Regions from separate parts of the Zea mays genome. Here region 2 is linked to region 1. The links are chromatin contacts, called in public Hi-C maps. All regions are on one chromosome and are shown on one strand. Each heading gives the region's core, a stretch centred on a gene start, on an enhancer-like site or on the middle of the called end of the contact. The rest is flanking DNA. Distances are from core to core; before and after follow the strand shown.

Region 1 (6,970 bases), core at 1,606-4,105:
AGATGCTAAACATAATTAATATGAATTCAATGCAACTGGAATGGATCAAAAAGGAGTTAAAATAAAAGAGATATGGATTTACTAAGTTTTAGAATTTTATTCCAATACTAAAAATTATTTTTCTAATTTATTTAATTAGATCTGGGGCTTTCTTCGGACTGGGGGTCGTATTATCTAAAAGCTCAGTGTGTTTCTTATAAAAGTTTAGGACCTGTATGCAATTAGTTTTGGCTAAGGCCAGAATGAGGGTTAAATAGATAAAACTCGGGGTCTCTTTACCGAAAATAAATAACAGGTCGAAGGGGTATCTAGGAACCCTGGTCGTTAGATCTGATTTTTCTGGCCGAGATTTGATCTTGCTTAAATTGAAGCGGTACACATTGCCTGCCCTCGGATCGAGAACCAACGATCCAGTTTTAAAGACCCGGATTGATTTCTATCCACCCCATTCAGATTTGATGGCCCGGATCCAATCTTGAACCAGTACGCTTACAGCCGTTGGATTAAGATCTTACGAACCAGATTGTAAGCGCGAAGGGAACCAACCCGAGCCACACATCAATAGATCCACGGTTCAGATCAGGTTGGCTCAAAGCGGTATGCTGGTTTTAATCTGCACTGTCCATGCCCATCAAACTAGGGATGAAAACGGGACGGGTACCCGAAACGGGTATCGGATACGGGTACCAAAACGAGACGTAATTTCGGATACGGATACGGGTATTTTTTTTGTCGGGACGGATACGGGTATTACCCAGATATTGAACCTCGGATAAGGGTAGGATACGAAATCACTAATACCCGGTCAATACCCGAAAATCCCGGGTCGGATACGGGTACCAGGAATTCGGGTACCCGTTTTTTCTTTTTCTGCGTAATATAGTTATAAAATCATAAATTTTACATATGAAATCGGATGAAGATAAAGTTTATATGAAAATTGTAGAGCTTGAAGAGATCTATGACTTTGTAATACATCAATTTTTTGTTTGAACATATCTTTTAGACCAAAATCATTGAAATAATGTCCAAATTTATATTAAATTAATAGACTTTATCATTTTTATGTGGGTGCTTAAGGTTATCTCCACGTGGGAACTTAAGGTTATCTTTTTATATACTATTTATTAGTATTGGTAACTTATTTGTATTTTTCGGTCGATACTACAATATTTTAATGATTTAATTGTATTTTGATGATTTTCTATGACAAGAAATTAATAACACATAAATATCCTCAAAAAATCGTGAAATTTTACGGATACAACATATGTCCATATGTAACCATAAAAAATATTTGGATCATAAGATCTATAAGATGCCCATGTTTCTTTCCTTTCACTTTCACTTATTTGTATGAGTTACATGTGAAATCAGTGTAAATATCCAAGTTTCAACATAATCAGTACTTAACTTTATCATTTTCATACGAGAACTTGAGTTATCTTCATATAAAATGTTTATTAGTTTTTGTAACTTATTTACAATTATTGAGTGAAACTAGAATATTTTATGAATTTTAAATATTGCGGTGTTGGTTCTACAATGTCCTTGTGATAAACAACTTTGAACTGCAAGATGTCAATTTTACCGGTTTCCTTTCTTACATCTGATCTATCATATACATAATTATGTATTGCTTAACTTATGAATGGTTGAACAATTAATATCATCGGATGAATTACCCGACAATTATCCGGTACCTACCCGAGTAGTATCTGTTATCCGTTTCTTACCCGTCCGGGTTATTACCCGGTCCCGTCCTGTATCCGTCCCTAATCTTAATTATCCGTATCCGGTCCCGTATCCGAGAGAAATACATTAGGGTAGAATACAGAATTACCCTGTATGCGGTTCTATCCGTCCCGTTTTCATCCCTACATCAAACGGCTAGAGCAACCCGAGTCATCTCCCATCCCATTCCTCGCTCTCCGGTTAGCGGCGTTGTCCCCGTTTGTTTCAGCTTTTTAGAGCTTCTGGCCACCAAAAGCTGCTGCGGACTGCCAAACGCTCAGCTTTTCAGTCAGCTTCTATAAAATTCGTTTGGGTAAAAACCATTCAAAATCAACATAAACATATAATCGGTTGAGTCGTTGCAATAGTAGGAATTCGTCATTTTCTATATCCTGAGTCCTATGGACTCTTTTATCTTCCTCCGTACGTAATTCTAATGATACTTATATTCTCTACACAGTCAGATTCTCCCCACAGCCAGATTCTCATAAAAGCTAGTCAGAAAAAAGCTGAACCAAACATGCTCTTGTAGCTTCCCACAGCGGGGCAATGGCCGACGCAAGCATCTACCAACCTCGCATACGAAACTCTCACTCAAGGCCTCCTACACGACTCTACAAACATGGCGAACATTAGGGCCACCGTCTTACCTGCAATAGCGATGCAGCGAGCTCGGGCCATGGCAAACGGCGGCGAAACTCAAACCAGGCCTCAGTGGGTGATGCTACGGGACGATGAGTCACCAGCCACCCAGGCGCAGCACACCACAGCGATGCCCACCAGCCAACCCTCGAGAGCAATGGCGAGGGTCAGCCCGAGCATAGCGACCACTTCGCTTTCGTTGACCAACCCCACAACGGCGATGGAGTTTCGCGGTAGAGTGATTGGAGTTCTATCGGTCGATGGGGAGAGGAGGAAGGGGGTTCCCACAGCTCGCATATATATCCACAGGCCGGTAAAGAAGGGGAAAAATCTCAACAACCAGTTCCGGGCGCGGCAGCATCAGATTTGGTATTCGGTATGAGGAGGGGAGGAAAAGGATGACAACACGGGACCACATCTCAGTCAGCGAAGTCGAGTGCGCGCCCTGTGAGTTTGACCAGTGGGCCCTACCGGGTAGTGCCATGAGCGCGCCATGGCTGTGAAGCGGGACCCACATGCTGGCGCACTCCCCCCATGCGGTCGAGCCTGGGCTCGCGATGCACAAGCTAGAAAGGCTTAATGGGCCGAAATCCGAACGAGCGGCCCATTCAGGCCCTTTTCTTTTCTGTTTTTCTCTTTATGTTTCTATTTCCTTTTGTTTTTCTTTCTTTCCCATTTAAACCCATTTCAAATTTAAATTCAAATTTGGATTTAGAGTTCTACTTAAAAAATGCTCAACTCAAGATACCAGAATGAATGCAAAAATTGTAATTTATATATTTGTTTTTATTTCAGTTCCTTTATACATGTTTCCAATCATATAATAGAGAATAGTTCAAACCTTATTAATTTTAGGGAAGTATAATCTCTATTGTAGGTAAAAAATTTAATCATAATTCTTCTATATATAATCCAATCCAAGGATAATTTTAGTTTATCTAAGTATCTTTTATTTTATTTAGCAAATATATTCATTTTGGGACATTTATTTATTTATTTATGTTATAAATTATAAAGTAGAATTTGGGTGTTACAAATTCTACCCCTTAAAAATAATCTCATCCTCGAGATTAGTAAGTAAAGGGATGTATCTAAATCTTGTCTAGAAACATTTGCACAATCAAGAATATCACCATGGTGCATAACTTGTTATTAAAATATAGGTTCAACAGACCTTATTGCTATTCTTAAAATAATAAAGAACTAGCTACTACCTAAGGTATTATTTAGGTCTTACAAATACTATTCCCCAAAAATATATACTCTAATCTTATTGCTCACTTCCTCCTTCAGTTGCTTCTTCACCTTCAACCGACACTTCTTCCAGGTCTTTGGGTTCACCAAGTTCATCTTCTACTTCCACATGGTTGACCTACCCCCGATTGACGGATAAGCCCTGAATCTTACATCCAGAGACCTAACCCTCCTTCATTGGAGCTGGAGTGGTATAAGCAACCCTATTGGGATAGTAGTTGGCATAATAACCAGCCTGTCCACATTTGAAGCATGACCTGTTTGTGGATGCATTAGGAGAAATAGGTCCCGCTGGAGTGCTTGCTTGGGGCGGAGCAGGTTGGGTCTGTTAAGTCTGTTGCCTGGAATTGCCACGAGAGGGTGTGCCTTGAGGTGCAGTATAACGGGGACGGGTACTACTTCCAGCCTATCCCTGGTTAGTAGCCCTTCTCTTTTCTCCTAGCTCAACTCGTTTGTGCTCCAGAGCTATAGCCTTGTCTAGAAGTCTCTAAAAGGATGGGAATGTGTGGGACATCAGTTGGTATTGAAGTGGCCCGATCAATCCTTACAGAAATAGTTCCTGCTTTTTCTCATCATTATCAAATTCCCCAGGAGCATATCGAGATAGTTGGATGAATCTGTCTATGTATTCACTTACTAACATGCCTCCCTGTTTGAGAGATAGGAACTCCTTCTTCTTGATCTTCATGAGACTAGCAGGAATGTGTAATTCCTGAAGTTAGTGGAGAATTCTGCCCAAGAGATGGTGTCAGTCGCAGCATGTGTTGTGCAGTATGCATCCCACCAATCCGTAGCGGGGCCAGTGAGGCGACTCGATGCATATATCACTTTCTCCCTATCAATGCACTGAGAAATATTGAGCATCTTTTCCACAGACTTTGACCAGTCGTCAGCCTGTAGTGGATCTGAGGAGTTAGAGAATGTAGGTGGCTTGTGACTCAAAAACTCCTAGTGCTTATCCCTGGGCGAAGCTAGTAGTGTTGGAGGTGGTAGTTGTTGTCGTTCCTATCGTTCCTATCGTTATTAACGCATTTCTTGATGTTCTTGACACATTTCTTGATGTTCTTGACGGATCTGTGCTTGCATTCCTGTCATCGTGTAGGCCATTTGTTGTAGTAGTCGCATTTGAGCAGCAGCCACATCATCAGCAGGCGGGGATTCGGAGGAGGATTCATTTCTTGTTCCAGATTAGCTATAGCCCTTCTTCGACGAATTAGTGTGGGTAGATCCACACCTCCTCCCCTCCTAGTATTAACCATCTAGGCTAGAGACATATGGTAAGACAATTTTGCAAGGGGAATAATTTAGTAGGCAGAATAGATAGCCTAGTAGCTGGTCATAAGCTGAAGGATCTTAGGCAGAGCTTTGATCTTTTGTTTTGTGTCTATGTCGGGATAACTATGATTATAAGATGAATCTTCAAGGCTTAGATAGAATCTACTAAGGTAAGATAGATATGTGATACTAGATACATTTTAGTGGGGGTAATCTAGGTTGGCTAGTTATCTTATAAACACATTTTTATGCCTATATGTATATGCAGATGCAATTGTGGATATTACTCTACAACTCATCACACTCAATCGAAGAACCAAATCGAACAGTTATCATAAGAACAAACATTCAAGTGCATAAATACTTACAAAAATAGTTTTGTTTTTGTTCCTAAGATTAGGTCTCCTATTCCTAAAGGTCACTTTAGGTACATGATTTCATTGTGTGAAATCCACTTTTGTCTATAGAAGAGAAAAGGTAAGAATAATCAGAATAAAGCAACAATAGATGAGAAAATATTAAGAAAAGTTTAGAAAGAGTCAGAGTAGTAAGAGTAATGTGACAGAACCTCCCAAGTAATTAGGCCCACCTATAGTTGTCCTTGTCTAACAGACCTCAGACAACCCTGCAGGTGCCCCTGATCACTTGACAAGTTCGGTATCTATATTCCTTACCTTGCCCAAGAGCGTTTCACCCGTCACGCAGACATTACAATACATCGGAGGTACAAAAACACGGAAGCAGTTACAATAACTTACTTTATATTAAAGTAAGAAAGAGTTGTATTATTATAGACCAGAGCGAAATATAAGAGTGCTGAGTAATATTATTACATAACCTGGGAGGCAAAAACCCATGCCGATAAATAGTAAAAAGTTTTTCTTAAAGGAGGACACTTCCTCCTGCGGCTTCAGTCTTGATTTTCTTCTTTGGGCACCACCTTGGAACAGAAGCAACAAAAGTTTGCTGCTTCTTCACCTAAAACAACATCGGACAAAGCCCTGAGTACAAAATGTACTTTCGCAAGTCTTACCCGTCAAAATAAAAGATTCTCAAGGATATGCTGGCCTTTGGGGATCAAGGTATGGCTTTTCAATAATCAATGACTCTGTTTGTAGAAATGCTTACTAACAATGGATCCTTAAAGGTCCAGTTTTATTAGCAAGTTAAGTCTTTACCCAAGTTCTAGAGTTCTTTCTACCCTAGTTCAAGCACTTGACCTATACTAGCCAATTTCTTATCAACCCTTTCTTATTCACTGGAATGCTACGTGTAGGGCAGTGACCAAGTCTTCATGTCCATGAAGTTACGGCGATCCGAATCGATTATACTCAGCTGAGGATCTCCAATCACACGACATATGTAGCACTTAACCCTTGCATATTTCAACTCGCCATCGGGGTTCTTAAGACCAGATCAGGTTCACGCCAACCGAGAGCACAGATACACCACCATCTAGCCTCTTGCCATGGAGGGTACACGCTTCTCTCGCCATCTCTCCACTCCCATTGCATGTAATCTTATTCTGGTATTAGTCTGCCCGAGGCAAAGCTTACCCATGACGAGGCATGTGACCAGTTAAAGGGTCCTCGATCATCAAGCCTACATCGACAAGGTCCTTAATCGACTTAGACAGAGACACTACACCAAGACTCTCTTCTCGTGCAAGTCACCCGCCCGGTCTCAGCTTTATCATTTCAAACCTAAAGTTTGGTACCTGGCAGAGGTACATCTTTTCCAATGTTGAACCCATCATGGCAATGATGGATCCACCATCAAATTTTATTTTCGAAAACATCCCACCCACTTGAAGCATCATCTTTTGTCAAAACAAAACATTTTGTTTTTCTAGAGCAAAGCTAAGCATAAGAAAAAACTTTTTGTAAACATGGGATTAAGGAGAAGTAATCAAATCCAAGGAAGGAAATGCAGCAACTGGTTTAGCACACAACTCCTATCACCTAATGCATCAAGTAAGTGAGAAAGAATTTAAAATAGCAAGGAGGTGGCAAATGCACCGGGGCTTGCCTTGAGTGATAGGTGAGTCAGGCTCTACTCCACAGAT
Region 2 (6,689 bases), core at 2,306-4,805, 170 kb before region 1:
GGGTTAGGTTTTGATTTCGAATTTAATTTCTGCAGAAGGGCAGATTCGACAGTTTCTATTCATGCCAGTTTTCCGTGGTCTTAGTGGCCTCAAAAAAAATAAAACGTCTATATATGAGTCGTAAATAATTTGTAGATCTTTCCGTGGCCGCGAAGAACACCTCAATCGGACATCAGAACAGAAAGTTATGGCAGTTTGATTATAGCAGTTTTTCAGTCTCATAATTCTGTGCAGAATCTGTTCTCTTAAGAGTTAGGCAATTTTATCAACAGAATTAAACTGTGGGTTGGTAAAATAAGTTGTAGATAATTTCATAAGATTTCGTAATTGTTAAAGAGTGCATTCATATGATTTGTGAAACTCCAGTTATGTTTGTTTTACTGTGGCTGTTCCTGTTTGTCTGACAAAAATGAGTGGGTTTGTTCACTGGTGGGTTTCATCTAGTAAATGGCCGAATTGGCTCTTCCAACTATGGAGACTTTTGTAGAGGGATAAAGGTTCTTACTTCCAGCAGAATTTCATAATTTTTGGTTCAGTAGTTTGGGAGATATCGAATTTTAAAGTTAACCATACTGCTGTCTAAAACAGATTTAGTCAGTTACCTTGTTAGATGTTTTGGAACTTGTAGATGGCAGAATTTAATTATCCATTGAATACTGAAGTTGTAGAGTATTTTGTGTAGATACTCCTAGAGTATTTGTTTGATATCACCGCTGTTTTAATTTTAAAGATACAAAATTAACAAACAGCGCTGCTGCTGTATGGCATGTGGTTCAGGGTGGGAGTCTTTCCACTGGGTCTTGGTTTCAAGTGTAGGAGTGTTTTGTTGATTGATGGCAAATGTTTGTGAAATATTTGTACTAAGTTTTATGCCCGCTAGCAGGTGGCTACACTCCAGATCATGTCTAGTACATTTCTTCTTCTTCGATGAAGGCAAGTGAATGTAGCGGTGGTTGCTTCCGTTCTGACCTGTTATTTCTATTGCCTACACTCTAATATCAGAAGTATTAGATTCTTTCATAATTGGACTCTATGGTGATGCTTTACTTGCTTGCATTATACTGATGCTCAATCATATATTGATGATGATTATGATTCGAGTATGATTCATGAGATTAATTCACACCCCTGAAGATAAATGAAGTATTATTTGAGGTTGGTATTGTATCTGAAGGTAAATAAAGTATTATTTGAGGTTTGTATTGTATCTGAAGGAAGTAAAGTTTATTGATAAATGCAGTATGCCATATACATTGCATGACTCATTTGCATCTGAAGTCTTGTCGTGACCTATGGTCCGACCGTACTGGTACAATTTAGCATCGTACGTTGCCCGAGGAGGGGTACGATGCGGCTTCATACCCTTAGAGGTATGAAGGCAGAGGACATATGCATTGCATTCATATGCATTCATTGAAGTGATATTTGCAGATGATGTGGTTTTATACCCTCAGAGGTATGAATATAGAGTACCTACACATTGCATTCCTATGCATACATTGAAGTGATATTTGCAGGTATTGTTGACGCAAGGAAGTGTTATAGAACCTATTGTGGTTGTTCGAGGAAATGAGATGGTATTGGTTATAGTGGGACTACTAAGTTCTATATCTACAAGTATTTCTGATTTTAATTGTGACTCTTTTAAAATGTTGATGAATTCAATTTGTGGTTTAAATATCTCATCAAAATAATTCGCTTGCTGAGATGTTTCATCTCACTCTTGCATTACTCAATGCAGGTGCTTGTTGCTCATCTAGGAAGTGGGAAGTAGCAGCACATCCACTTTCACTCTTATAATAACGCTGCTTAGGTGCAGTCATGATTTAATTAGAAGCTTCTTGTCAAAGGAAATTTGTTTCTAACTAGTTATGCGCACTGGTTAATTTAGCTCATGCCGTTATGGTTGTTTTCCCATTGCTAGCAGACTATTAATGTCTATTATGTTTTCTTATCATGATATCTATTTATACTTTGTTGATTCCCCTTTTATGCAATTTTTAAAGGAGATGCTGTCGAAATTTTATATACGAATGTTAGATGTGTAGTTTAGTAGCATTCTGGGGTGTTTGTGGATCCCGGGGTGTTACAAGTGGTCAGCAAAGTTGTAGAGCTACTATAGTAGTCTAAGTTTGATTAAGTGACTTAGCCCAAGAATGGTGCAGAAATTGGAGTAAAATGCCCTAGAAGTCGGCTGTCAGTCAAGCAGTAGTATGAAATCAGACTATCAGTTGTAATTGATCGACTTTGGAGCCAAGGGGTGCATGATCCAGTGAGTAAATGACCAAGATCACTATGACAAAGTTGAAGCTGGTCTATAGGAGAATAACTTTGATGTAATTGGGTTAGTAGTTCATCACAGGAAAATTAAAGAAAAAGGCCCCTCAACTTGCTCTGTCAGGTCACTAAATGGAGTTGGCATGGTACAGTCACTGCAAAGATCAAACATGCAGTGCACCTCGCCGCTAGTGATCGGGTACAATGATTCGAGCTCGTCGTGAAGATTCTTGCAAGGCTTGACATGGATATTACAGAGGGGTCAAAATATCGTGGCTGTGGATGAGTTCGTACGCTGGACGCTGTACCCACTTGCTTCACGATCGGTTGAAATGCCATCATCGGCGTTCGCCGCTCCTTGCGATGATGCCACGTGCTTGAGGGCGTTACCACATCGCAATAGTCATAGTGGACAACCCATTTACTACCCCGAGACCTTACCCCATTGAGCACCACGGTAGACGGCTCCGGTGACTCACCTCTTCACCGTCGTAAGTCCATCTCCATCAAAAATTCGGAGCACCCATAGCCGACCTCTATAAATTGAGTGCCCTCCCTGTTTCGCCCTCTTGTTATGCTCTTAGAGCACCACTTCTCACCTCAATTCATCCACCGTAGCCCAAGAATTTGGGATTTCCCCCAAATCAGTTACTTTCGCCGCCGTGAGGCATCTCACCATGGCCAGCCATTCTCAGGTTAGTTCATGCCTCCCGGGTTCATGTTTTAGCATTCGTTACTGCTATTGAAGTTCCCAGTCTCGGCCAATTGAAAGCTACTACGCCGCAGCTTATGGAACGTCTCGTTGTCGCCCGAGAACGCCGCTGTGGACATAGTTCATGTCGACCGGTCGTTCTGGGTCCCCTTTGTACAAATTTGCACAAACATCATAGTCCTAGTAGGTCACTTATGCATTTCGAGTTGGATTGAATGCGACTGACTCGTGTAAATAGGAACGGGCACACCGGTGATCTTGCTCCGCTGTTGTCGCGGACATATATGATTTAATGGCGAACTGGTGGAATTAAGCCTATGCATGTGTTTGGCTAGCATCAGTAATGGCGCCCGTGTACTCAACATCACTAGAACAGGTCACCGCCGACGAGTATTCGTGCCTCTGGCCAGGTATTCGATTGGTGCGCGGTCGAGGACCTAGTGTTGTGAAGAAATAGAAATGAGGGGGCCTATGTGCAATTGTCAGTGAAACACATGAATAGTACTCAGGGACTCTTTACTAGATGTTCGAAATGCCAGGGACCTCGGTGCAAATCAGCATGCGCGGGCGCGGACGCTCTTGGTTTCAGTATGGGTTTGGGTCGACTCACCTGAATTCAGCCAGATACTATTCATAGTTAATTCTTTTCTTTTTACTCCTAATTTGGGAAATGTATAGAAAATAGTAGGAAATTGGTAAAATTATGAGACCCGTTTTGTTAAATTCCTAAAACCATGTAGTATTTAATAAAAATAATTCCAAGTTTTTTATTCCAAACCCAGAATTATGTAGCATTTAAAGGTGCTTGAATAAAGACTTTTAGAATTTTAGAAATAGTTTAGTAATTCCAAAAATCATAAAACTTTTTGGGTAGGCTTAATATGATGGTCACAGACCTTGAGTGAAGTTTGAAATGGTTTGGACACTGTTTGACCAGAAAACCCAATAACTAGCTTCACAGGATTAATTATTTAATACTAATCCTAAAGGAACACTTAACTAGGAAATCTTAGAGATTGACTATTCCGTGAAGGAAAGTTGTATTCAAGACACAATATACTATATTTCTATTGTATGATTGCTTTTCATGACATAGCATGAGCATTCATGTACATGTATTATCATGTCTAGAACACGAGGAAGAATTTGTAGTAGAGGAGGAAGTTGTCTCCTAGACCGTGAATCCTCCAGTGGAGAACAATTTTTACTTCGACATCTATGGTGTGGAATCAGAAACTCCTACGACACAAGGCAAGCCCCGGTGCATTTTAGCCCTTTCCTTGATGTTTTAAAATCTTTATCACCTTATATGATGCATTAGGTGATAGGAGTTGTGTGCTAAACAATTGATGCATTTCCTTCCTTGGAAGAATTGATTATCATTCCTTGATACCTCTTTATGAAAAGGATTTTCATGATGCTTAGCCTTGCTGTTGAAAACAAAATGTTTTGTTTTAAAACGAAAGGTGATGCTTCACAATAGATGAGAATTTTTATAAAGAAAAGACTTAAGATGGTGAATCCATCATGACCGTGATGGGTTCAACGTCTGAAAAGCATACCTCTGTCAGGTACCAAATTTTGGTGTAAATGATGAAGACGAGACCGAGCGGGTGACTTGCATGAGAAGGAAGTCTTGGTGTAGTGTCTCCATCTGAGTCGTTTAAGGACCGAGACAATGTAGGCTTGATGATCGAGGACCTTTTAACTGGCCACATGCCTCGTCATGGATAAGCTTTGCCTCGGTCAAACCAATACCAGAGAGGCTACCACGCAATGGGAGTTGAGAGATGGTGAGAGTAGCGTGTACCCTCCATGGCAAGAGGTTGGATGGTGGAGTATCTATGCTCTCGGTTGGCGTGAACCCATTCTGGTCTTGAGAAGTCCATTTGCGAGTTGACATATGCAACAGTTAAGTGCTACATATGTCGTGTGGTTAGAGATCCCCAGCTGGGTATTAATCGATTCAGATCACCGTTACTTCTCGGACATGAAGACTTGGTCACTGACCTACACGTAGTGACAAGTAAACTCAAGGGATGATAAAAGATGGCTAGTATAGGCCAAGTTCTTGACCTAAGAATAGAAAGGAGTCTAGATGCAGGTAATTACTTAACCTGATGAGTAAAATGAATTCTTAAGGATCCACTCATAATAAGTTTTTCTACAAAAAGAGTCTTTGAATTTTAATAACCTTTACCTTGATTCCCAAAGGCCAGCATATCCTTGAGAGTCCTTTTCCTTAGACGGGTAAGACTTGCGAAAGTACACTCCGTACTCAGGGTTTTCAAACCCATGTTGTTGTAGGTGATGAAACTGCTGAGTTTTGTTGTTTCTGCTTCAAGGTTGTTCCAAAGCAGGAGGAGAACTAAGAACTATCTTTGGAAGGTGTTTTGCCTTCTTATGATGTAATAAGTTTAAGCACTCAGAACCCGATTATGTAATAATCAACTCTTTCTATATTATACTTATGAATGTAAATTATGTTATTGTAATCCTTTCCGCTTACTCCGATGGCGTGTGATGTCTGCATTATGGGATAAGCGCTCTTGGGCGATGTGATGGTGATACAGGTAATCGGACCTCCCGAGCCATTGAGTGCACCTACATGACTGTCTAAGGTCCTTAGGACAAGGACATTAGTAGGTGGGCCTAATATCTTGGGAGGTTTCGTGACAGCTGGTATCAGAGCGAAGCCCATTCCTTCGAATATTACTTAGTGCTTCAAAAGATTTTAAAATCCTTACCTTTGAATATTCTTTCATTCTTACCTTGATCCTTCCTTATAACAACTTATTTTTAAAGAAGTCGGGTGAAAGAGTGCCAAATAACAGGTTATATATAGGAGGTATGGGATCAACCAGTACTTGGTTCCATAATCATAGGTCATGCTTGCATTATATTTAAACCATACAAAGTAATCTCCCCCTCTTATAGAGACATGGCACACATAAAGACTACCCTTCGGAAGGTGGCTGGACCTTAGGGAGTACTTTGTCACCAATTGGCTCCTCGGCATGAGGGGAGCAGTAGCGGGAGTAATGATCCCATAGGGGATCTGGAGGCCAGAGTTGAACATCTAACGATGGAACTGTGCCATGGAGGCAGGGAGCGTGCTCGTGATAGTCGCCGCATCGCTGAGTTGTCAGTAGAGGTTGAGCGTTTGCAGTGGGAGATTGTGGAGCGGGACAGAGCTATTGACTGGGCTGTAAATTCATGATCTATAGCCTAGGATTGTGAGGCGAGTACCCGAGGCCGGGTGGAAGAGCTAAGCGTAGCCCTGGAAAATTTGCAAGTGTATAATAATGCTCTACACGAGGAAGTGCACATGCTATACGACTAGCTACATCCGAACGTGCCACCAGAGGTTGCGGTGATGGGAGTTGGTGCAGCAAGAGCAGCTGGTAGAGGACCTTATGGGGAGTTGGATCTCTTTGGAGCCTCTCCTTCCATGAACATCGCGGATGATCGCCCTCCCGAAGCTAGCAGTGGAGAGGGAGCAGACAAGGATGTAGAGGACTACATTAGTGTAGTAGTAGGTTATTTCCTGATGTAATCTAAATAAGGAAAGGTGAGTTGTATAAGTTGAGTATGTATAATTAGAACAAGCTTGGAATAATGTAACAGAGGCTGTGTAATTGTGATGTGTGATAATCAAGTATGTTTTCTTCTTCAGATGTCATCCAAAACTCGTGGTCAT

The links. A called contact is a pair of places that touch in the nucleus more often than the background predicts.
Region 2: a contact with region 1 is called in a Hi-C map of tassel, with 2.6 times the contacts expected there. The contact joins two enhancer-like sites. A contact is called at or near these places in 2 of 25 Hi-C or Micro-C datasets (leaf and tassel).

What each region holds. Positions count from the first base shown.
Region 1 is chr6:62,318,781-62,325,750 of Zm-B73-REFERENCE-NAM-5.0, reverse strand. No RefSeq gene overlaps it. Among protein-coding and RNA genes, the nearest start is that of LOC109940412, 190 kb to the right of the region's middle. Within about 2 kb of position 2,855, at least 19 of the 20 cell types and tissues checked have an H3K27ac peak or open chromatin away from gene starts, as enhancers often do. A contact at or near this core is called in leaf and tassel, where this site is marked.
Region 2 is chr6:62,492,352-62,499,040 of Zm-B73-REFERENCE-NAM-5.0, reverse strand. No RefSeq gene overlaps it. Among protein-coding and RNA genes, the nearest start is that of LOC109940412, 360 kb to the right of the region's middle. Within about 2 kb of position 3,555, at least 14 of the 20 cell types and tissues checked have an H3K27ac peak or open chromatin away from gene starts, as enhancers often do. A contact at or near this core is called in leaf and tassel, where this site is marked.